Regions from separate parts of the Mus musculus genome. Here region 2 is linked to region 1. Evidence: chromatin contacts called from public Hi-C data. All regions are on one chromosome and are shown on one strand. Each heading gives the region's core, a stretch centred on a gene start, on an enhancer-like site or on the middle of the called end of the contact. The rest is flanking DNA. Distances are from core to core; before and after follow the strand shown.

What was found. Hi-C and Micro-C count contacts between places; a contact is called where the count stands out from the background.
Region 2: a contact with region 1 is called in a Hi-C map of CD8 T cells, with 5 times the contacts expected there. The contact joins the promoter of Tpmt here to the promoter of Tbc1d7 in region 1. A contact is called at or near these places in 3 of 484 Hi-C or Micro-C datasets (B cells, CD4 T cells and CD8 T cells).

Annotation. Positions count from the first base shown.
Region 1 is chr13:43,168,604-43,173,504 of GRCm38.p6, forward strand. It overlaps Tbc1d7 (TBC1 domain family, member 7), which reads right to left and starts at 2,898. Exons shown (of 8, transcript NM_001252639.1): 1 at 2,706-2,898; 2 at 1,199-1,344; 3 at 171-251. The coding sequence starts at 1,310. It overlaps Gm40929 (a long non-coding RNA gene), which reads left to right and starts at 3,219. Exons shown (of 4, transcript XR_873309.3): 1 at 3,219-3,239.
Region 2 is chr13:47,040,266-47,045,166 of GRCm38.p6, forward strand. It overlaps Tpmt (thiopurine methyltransferase), which reads right to left and starts at 2,952. Exons shown (of 9, transcript NM_016785.2): 1 at 2,839-2,952; 2 at 1,134-1,314. The coding sequence starts at 1,258. It overlaps Kdm1b (lysine (K)-specific demethylase 1B), which reads left to right and starts at 3,234. Exons shown (of 21, transcript NM_172262.3): 1 at 3,234-3,405.

The DNA of each region.
Region 1 (4,901 bases), core at 1,648-4,147:
CTGCTGAGGTCACCATCCGAACGGCTTTTACAGTGAGCAGTAATTGGGCCTCCTCGGGAAGACCCAATAGTCCTAAGCAAATGCTCATTTTGTGTCTATAAGATGACAAAGGGTCCCATCCGATCTATCTGAAATCAAATCCCCCCACCCCCACCTCCTGGGTCTCATACCTAGAAGCGCCTTCCATACCAACGCGCGATACATGGATGGGAGAGGGAACCTCTGGCTAAATGTGCAAAGCTTCTCGATGTCTAGAGGAAGGAAAAGAACAGTTAGAAATGTCCCGTGGGCTCACAGCACTGAACGTGCAATTTCACTTCTTAAAACCGCCTAGCTCACACGTGCCTGCAGGAGAATTCCACTGCATGATCAGCAGCCGACTTAGGAAAAGCCATAGTGGCCTCACTTCTAATCCACATCTCCTACCAACCAAGCTATCTCTGCAGCACTGTTGCAGCATAGAGATGGATTTTTCATCTACTACTACATCCCCTCTACCATGGGCATTACTTACAGAATTGGGTGGGGACACCGTGCGGCTCAGTGGTAGAGCATGCCTTAGCATGGGCTAGACCCTGGGTTCTATTCCCAGCTCTTCCAACAACAAGAAGCACTTAAGTTTGTTTTTATACTATGGTTCTGTTTTACTGTAAAAAAAAAAAGGACTTTATTATTGTTAGCTTAAGACAAATCGAATATAAATCTGTACTGAAGGATTATCTTCCACAAAAGAAAATCATAACCAGGGGTCTTGCACAGTTTACCTAGAAACCACGGTGCTATGTCTAGAAATTGAGATGAAATATATAAGCTTAATAAAAAAATAGAATCAATTTATTTTTAAATGAATTGAAGGTGCCTTATTATTTATCCCCTGGCTGCCCTAGAACTCTTCATTAAGACCAGGGTGCCCTTGGAGTCAAAGATCCCCCTGCCTCTGCTTCCACACTGCCAGGATAAATGTTTTCCACCACCACACTAAGCAATGTCTGCTTTTTACGAAGCTTTATAACAACCTTCTGCCTCTCAATGAATCTGAAAAATCTTCAATTTTCCTTAAACTACACCACTCTGATTACACACACACACACACACACACACACACACACACACCAAGTAATAAGTACTGCTTTGAGTCTTTTGCAGAAATATTTACCTGGTAACTTTGAACTAATGAACATATGCAGCTGAGACTCACCCAAACGGTCATCTTTCAGGAGGATTTCCAGTGATTTCTTTTCTTCGACACCACGAAACCCGACTTTCTCATAGTAGACTGATCGAAAGTTCCTCTGAGAGTCGTCAGTCATGTTTCATCCTTGGAGGGATTTTTTTTAGGTGAGCCTAAAACCAAAGAAAGAAGAATTGGGAAGGACATTAGGTGATTTTTCTCGGCCTTTTCAATAAGTCAAATATGATAAATTGCCTGGCCCTAAGCAAGGAGCATTAAATCTTTGGATCCACACAACCCTATCCCACCTTCCTAATGCAACTTGGCCAAAGATATAGATATGAAGATATAGGTCAGCTGCCCTCCAAGCTACTAAAATAGGTAGCACAGAGGGGGCCTCTAGGGTTCCTTCTTATAAGAACCCCTGGCACAATGAAATACCTTGTTCTCATGAATGAACAAAATACAAATGAACAAATAAGATGAATTAGAAAAGCTGGCAGGATATGTTATATAAATGGGGCTAACCAGTGGTGTGTACTAATTCTGCTTCCAGTTTTACAACTAAGGTCTCACTAAGTAGCCCAGGCTGGCCTCAAACTCTCTGCCTCCTAGGTGCGGGGGGTAAAAGGTGTGGACCACGGCTTCTGGTCCAAGATAGGTATGTTTTAAAATAAGAGGAGACATCCAAAATATTAACAAGTTATTCAGTTAGTAAAATTCTAGGTGACCTTAATTTCCTTTTTTGTTTGTTTGTTTGTTTTGGTTTGGTTTTTGTTTTGTTTTGCTTAGCTGTCCTCTCGAAAATAGGCATTTGGAGAAATTAGAAGGGGGTGGAGGGAAGCCCTAAGTCCTGCCCTTATTTTTCTTCCTATAAACACAATTCTACCAAGTTTTGTATTATCAAAATACAAAACTCCAACAGAGAAAAAGCATTAAAGTATAACCAGAAGACGGCTAAAAATCTGGCAAGAGCACTCAAATCATCTCAGAGAATACATAATTCTTTCAGAACAGTCTTTGTGATATTAATGGTAAACCAAAAGAAAAGATCAAACTAGGTTTAGTGACTAGGCACTAAAGATGCAAACATTCTTCCAAAGAATAAAGTCCTCAGCTACTAAAAGCCCCCGAGACGTCCCCAGATAACCAGGGGAGTTTGGACTTCTTGTTGGGAGTTAGATATCTGAACAGCTTCTGTTATGGGGAAGATTGCAATTCATTTTTGAAAAAAGCTATTTAGAATTTAGAATTGCCTTTAAAGAGTTCCACGGCCTCTTCATAGCTGTTAAAAAAAAAAAACCCAAAGATTAAAATGCAATCTGTAGTTTGAGGGCTCTTTTGGTTTTTGTATTTTTAAGCATTCGCTGCCCCTGTCGTCTATCGACAGCATTCCTGGGACTGCACTGTGATGGCACAGGAGTCGCCCTGAAAGATGCGCTGTCAAATCTTGCCCAGGTGACTCCACCTGCGGGAAAGGTGCCCACAACCCAGTGAAGCCCCAGGCCCCGCTCTCCCGGTATGCACGCTTCACCTCGAGTAGAGCAAACACACCCGGCTCAGACTCAGAGATCCGGGAGGCGGCGGAGAACCGGCCCGGCAACGCTGTGCTACCGGCAGGCAGACGGAACCATAAGCGTCAGGGCCGAGCGAGCGAGGGGAGCGATGCCATGAGACACCCGGCCCGGCCCTCTCCGCCTCTAACTCCCGCCGCCGGACGTGACGTCGCCCCGGATGCGCGTGCGCAGAGGACATCTGCTGGGAGTCCCACCCACACGTGGATGTTAACCGGGTGAAGCTGAAGCCCTGAGAGGTGGTAGCGGCCGAGTCTGTGCGCCCTTGAGTATCCACGTCTGTCCCTCTCACCTCGATCCCGAAACCCTGGTGATCGTCTCCCCTTCGTTCAGAGTGCTTGCTTAGGGCACTCTTCTGCCCCGTGGAAACCGGGATCCCTCAGGCGGTGTTTCTTCCACCTCGCCCGGTGGAAAATCGGAAACGAGCCTTTGCTAATCGATTGGGCTGCACTTCTTCTTCCAAACGTTCCAAGTGACCATGAGAAAGCAAATCAGTTAAGTCCTCAGCTATTAAAAACTGAGTGATGGGCAGGAGAGATAGCTCGACAATTAAGAGCACTTACGGCTTTTGTACAGAACCCGGGTTCAAATCCCAGCACTCACGTGGTGATTCACAACCATCAATAACTCCAGTTGCAGGAATTCCAAACTACCCCTTCTGATTTCTGCCAGTACGGGGCACGCGCATGGTGCTCATGCACGCAGACAAAACCTTTATACACAAATATTTAAAACTTAAAAACAAAAACTTATTGGTCCCCCAATGATCAAGGAGGGATAAGCAAAACCATTTGTTCATCGTTTACTGTGCAAAGGGGCAGTTGCTGCCATTTGCCTTTTGGCAGCTACTCAGACCTAGAATGCCAAGCGCGCAGTCAGTTAAGGCTGCTTGCTTGGGGAAGCTGCGAGCCGCTGGACAGAACTGGGGCATCCTGTGTGATTTGTCACGGAGAGCATGTTCTTTGTCCATCCCCAGGTGGCACTGAGTTGGAAGCAAGGACTGAATTAGGGAACTATTAGGAAGATATAGCTGTCTGGGACGGACTACTGATTCGTTTTTTGGATTGTTAGTGCCAATCTGGCTCACTCACATTGTAAGCCCTTCCTCCCGAGGTCTCTTCAAGTATTTTTATCACAGTAACAAGCCAAGGAGGTAACACGGCCGCAGTGAGGCGCTGTCCCCATGAGTGTTGGGAAATTACTGCAGAGAAAGCAGTACCTGGGCCGGAGAGTTAGGGATTTTTAAGGCTGTGAGTGAGTGCAGCTAGTGGTGAAGTCACATGCTGAGCTGGCTAATCTTACCTCAACCTGACACAAGCTAGAGTGACTGAAAGGAGGAAGCCTCAAATGAGAAGACACCTCCATGAGACCCAGCTTTTTCTTAATTAGTGATTGATGGAGGGTCCAGCCTATTGTGGTGGCCCCGGGTTCTGTAAGAAAGCAGGCTGAGCAAGTCATGGGGAGCAAGGCAGTAAGCAGCATCCCTCCATGGCCTCCGCACCAGCTCCTACCTCTGGGTTCCTACCCTATTTGAGTTCCTGTCCTGACTTCCTCCAGTGATGAACAGGTCTGTTGAAGTGTAAGCCTCATAAACCCTTTCCTCCCCAACTTGCTTTTTGGTCAGGCTGTTTCATCACCGCAATAGAAACCCTCAGATAGCATACAAAAGGGCCTGGGTCCACGCCAATTGCCACTTTTTAAAGTACTCACTAAATCATAATGGCAGGAAATGACAACCTGGACATGTGTGTATGAAATGGAAGTCATAGCATATTTGAGACTCCACTCCAGTCTGGGCATGTCATGGGGCACAAACAAAAGGAGAAAGTAAAACGGTTTGAGAATTGACTGTTAACATTCAGTTGTGGGAAGGCTGGGCTCTATGTGGTTGCATTTGCAAGCAGCACCCAGAAGCTGCTGCGGGTTGTATGTCCATGTCAAAGTGAAGGGCGGAGGTGTGAAGGTGCCTCGAAAATGAATTCTAGGATGCTTAATCAAATCTTAAGCAGAATGCACGTCAGGGATCCCCACCACAAACGTGGCATTTTACCAGCCCGGCAGCCCCAGGAACCCAGTACCCTGTAATTCTCAATAGAAACAGCAGAGGGCAGCAACAGCAGTGAGTTCAGATAGGCGGCACATTGTCCTGTAAAGGG
Region 2 (4,901 bases), core at 1,702-4,201, 3.9 Mb after region 1:
AGAATTTATGACACTCTGAACTTTTGCATTCATTATCTCAGTACTCTCAACATTGTAACAAGCAGGTAATGTTAATTATTACAACCTCCGGGTTACACTCAAAGAAACAGGTTAGCTAAGTTACTTGCTTCACTACGCAGTTACTTAGTATTACATATGACTAGCAACCTGGAGTTTTCATGACTGGAAAGTAAAAACTGCTTATGTTGCCTTGAGAAATACATTTGGAAAAGTCTACATTTATATTTATATTCTTATTTTTGTTGTTACGTGAAAGTGATGTTAAGAAGAGGGGTCTCTAAATTTATGTATTTTCAAAATATCAGAGAATATTCTCTCAATAAACTTAACTTTTTCCTTAATTTTAGTTAAGTTAATTTATGGTGTGTGTGTATATGTCTATGTGTACATCTATCATACACATGTATGATGTTCCCATGTCATAGCACATGTCTGGAGGTCAGAGGACAGCTTTCAAGAGTCAGTTCTCACTTTCCTTCATGTGGTGTTTAGGGACAGAACCCAGGCTGTAGGGGTATGTGGCAAGTGCCTATATCTGCTGAGGCAGCCTGTGGGAGCTCACCCTTGCTTGCCCTTGCTTTAGAACATAAGGAGACAGAAAGTTAGATGTTGTTTCAGTATCTGCTGCATGTATAAGCACCTGTGACCAACGTGAACAAAGTGAGGGTGAGCTTTAAGAAGAAGATATATTTCATATATCTGTAAATCAGATTATTGCACACTGAGAGAAATCAAAGTATGATGTGCTATGGGTGCTTTGTGATTCCCTAACGATATGAGATGACAGTGTGTCTGAAAAGAAATGCAATAATGTATTTGTGTGTTACTTTTATTTCAAAGTCAGTTTCTTTTTTCTTCTTTCCTCTCTCTCTCCCTGGAGCTTAGCACTGGCCTCAAACTCACTTATGCAGCTTCAATTTCTAATGCTTTTGTTTCCATCTCTCAAACGCTGATATTACATGCATATGCCACTGCGCCCAGTTTTGTTCAGTGTTGCAGAACAAACCAAGACCTTCCTTCATGCTAAGGTCTCTCTACCCACCAAGGTACACACCCGCTAGAGTCAGTTTCTGATTAAAGCATTTCTCTGCCAGAGACCAAACATGTCTTACTGATGCCCTTGCTCCTGATGGAATGAGATGTGACGGGTCACCCACTTCTCTTTCCAGTCTTCCAGGGTTAGTACTTGGTTCTTTTGTACCTCAGCATCAGGGTGCTCTTTCATATCAAGGGACATGGTACCATCCACGGGTTGTAGACAATTTTTGTCTCTGAGGTTGGTGTCTCCAGTGCCTAAGTGGAAAGACATCTACAATGATGTCATTCAGGAACATTGTGATTCTATTAATGAACGCTACAAAACCCTCTACCTAGGGCAATAGCTTTAAAAACACATATCAGCATTAAAGACAGGAGAGTCGTCACATGCCCCCAGTACTTGGGAGATAGAGGCAAGAGGGTTATTGCAAATTCCAGGCCGACATGATCTATATAGTAGATTCCAGGCCATCCAGGGCTACGTAGCAGGACTCTCTCAAAAACAAATAAGATATGAATGGCAGCATGCCTTCAATCCCAGCAGTAGTTAAGAGTACTTGTTGTTCTTGAAAAGAACCCAGTGCAATTCCCAGAAACCACAAGGTGTCTCGTGGCTGTCTGTAACCCCGTTGCAGTGGATCCAATACAGGCAAGACATTCGTTCATATAAGGAAAAAAAAAAAAAAACTAAAAAAAAATTCCACAGTTCCAACCTGCCCTTTAAATCATTGGTGATCATATGTCTTGAATCTGTGAACCAGCAAACATGTCACAAAGGCAGTAATGTAAGGAAATGTCCTGTTGTTGCATGATTTAGCTTCTGTGCTTAGGATTAAAGAAGGACCATCCCCATCAACTCTGGGAACGGAAATGCACTTCACAGCCAAGTATTTGCTAACAAAAGGCTTTTCCCTGATGCTCATGTCAGGGGGCAGAGTCCAGCATTCTGAGAGGTCGGAGGGAAGTATGGGATTATTGTGGATACAGAAAAGCAAGAGAATCGCTCTCCTCCCATCTCCACTCTCTATCAGAAGCTGTGATGCCCAAAGGTGCCCTACAGAAACAAGGGCTCTCCTGAACACAGAAGAAAGATCTTTAGCCCACCCAGCTCTACCTCACCGAAGCTGGGGCTGTTAAACACAACCACTTAGCTGTTGTAACAGCGCCTCAGAGTGGTGCTCACTGATCATTTTTTGAGAAAAAAAAAAATTCTAAAAACAATAAAGGTGCAAAGTACAAGGTTGAGAAAAGACAGATCCGCAATAACTCCCACTAACAAACGTTTACGTCCAATATGCCTACCTAAAAAACATCTTTTTCTGCCTAGGATTTTTTTTTTTCATTTTTAACAGAGGGTCTATCTAGAACTCACTATATAGTACAGGCTGACCTCTAGCTCGCCCTGATCCTCCTGCCTCAGCTTCCTCGTACACAACAATGCTTGGGTTCTGCTTTAGTTTTATTTTTGAATTTCATTAAACTGAAAAGCTAACTTCACTGAAGTCCACAAATCTCCAGGATGGCTCAGTATTTTACACGTGGACATTGTTATCTGAAACACACCACTAAGCAAGGGGCTACTTAATACATCGGACTCAAAGCATTTCTAGTCTGATCATTTATTCCCAGTTTTTGCTGCGGTTATCGGAACCCCTTTTCGGGACTCAAGTAGCTGGGTCATCCATGCTTTTCGGGAGCCCCATTCTGAAAAAACGCTGTAACAGGCTCACACAGTCTTAGCAGATGACCGCCTTTACTACCGGTTGAGAACTTACTTACCTTGGCTGCAGCTAGCTGCTTACCTCTCAGACACTAGCCCGCCTTTGTAAGCCGGGAGCTGTGCAAGGACTCACAGGCCCCGCCCCAGGGGCGAAGGCCCCGCCCAATGTGGTCTGATCCCACCCCGGAAAAGATTATCCAGGCTCCGGTCCTATAGGCCCTGCCCGGGGCGTGAGAACTCTGCCCAGGACACGCAGGCTCCGCCCAGCGTGCAGACCACGCCCAGGGCGCGCAGGCCCCTCCCAGGACCCTGTGACCCCACCCAGGCCGCCCAGGCCCCACCTTCAAACCTAAGCCCCGCCCCGAAGCAAGGTCTCCGCCCAGAACGCGTAGGGCCCCGCCCTTAGCAGCTGCCGAGATTGCGCAGTGGCGGAAATCATCGGGGCGGGGCGAGCGCCGGGACCCTCCTGCTCCCTGGGCCTGTGCGCTCCTCCCACTCCGGGTCACGGCGTGATAGGGGCGGAAGCGGCGGCGGCCGAGCTGCTGCAGCTGGCAGTGCGGATCAGGCCGTCCGGTGCAGCCCGGTGCAGCCCAGGGCAGCATTCGCCCCCTGGCCAGCGCTCTGAGGTAGGGACTCGAGCCTCACGCGGGCGCGCTTGGGGGTGGCGGCGGGCTTCGGGTGACAGCTCCGCACAAAGCGGCCGGCTGTGTGTTGAGCCTGGTCTGGAGGCGCGCGCGTTCCCCGGGGCTCCCCGGCGTCCCGCGTTTGGAAGGGGTGGCGTGGGGGACCCTGTGCAAGCCGGGGCTTCCCGCGCTGGGCTGCGGGGTTGCGGCGCCGCGGGCTTTCCCACTCGTCGCTCTCTTGGAACCCTGCAGGGAGCTGCTTGCGCCTCGGCCGGGCGGAGGTGAGTTGGGCGGCGGCTGCACCTGGCACTCTGGCGCCGGCACCAGCTGCGGACCGGGTGGACAGGACCCCAGTCTGGATTTCCACTCTGGGCTATGGGAACCCCGCAGCCTGGAGGAGGGGTCTTACTCTGGGATTCCACCCAGCGCTGTAGGGAACCCATCTACATGGAGGCAGGACCCCTTTCTCTGCTCCCACCCGGAGCTGTAGGAGCCCCTTAACGTAGAGGAGTTACCCCACTGTAGGAATCTCTTAGCCCAAAGGAGGGAACCCCACTCTGGGCTCCCACTCGGGGCCGTGGAAACCACCCCCCGCCAGTCGCGAAGAGAGACCCTAGGCTGCGGTCCCACTTGCGGACCAGGGAACCCCGTAGCCAAAAGGAGGGACCCTATACTGTGCTCCCACCAGGGACGTGGAAACCCCGCAGCCAGGAGGGGGGACACCAGACTGCCTTCCCCACTCAGGGTGGTCGGGAATCCCCAAAGCTTGGTAGGAGGGGCCCAGGCTTCCCTTCCCGCTCTGTGGTGGTGAGGAGAAACCCCACGCTGGGCTCCTGTGTGGGGCAGTGGGAGCACCGCGGCCAGGAGGAGGGATCCCAGGTTGCGATCCCCACCTTGGGCAGCGAGGCGCCGTCAGGTTCGCTGGTGTAGCGGATACCTTGGGCATCTGCCGCGAGGGCCGCTGATGAGGGCTCAAGCAAGCCTTCCTTGGGATTGCACACCACCAGGTCCCGGTCCATATGGCTGATAGTCGGCGCAGCTGGCCTGTAAGAGAAGCAGGCCCAGCTGCAGAAAGTTGGGGTTGAGTGATCTGGAACCCAGCCACCGAGGCCCAAGTTCTCGAGCAAGCAGCAGACCACGCCAGGTGTGGGGAATCCCTTTCTTAACCCAGGCACAGCTCAAAAAGCGTTGGTTAGTCTTCAGCCTCCCAACTCAAAGCAATCCTTCTGCCCCAGCCTTTCTGCAGCAAATACAAAGCCACCAACCACATCTGCTTTGAATGCTTACACAATATATTGTGGAATCCTTTCGGAGGTTTTCTTCAGAGGGTATGTGAGAAAATTCTCTCGTCAATAATTGTCTTCCACACGGGGAACAGTTGAGAAAAGACGCAGGGCAATAGGGAATTAAGAATTGAATTATTGGGTTGGGTGTTGAATATTAAATTATAGCACTGGGTCTGTATTTCCGTAACTCAGTTTATCTTGGGAATATGACGC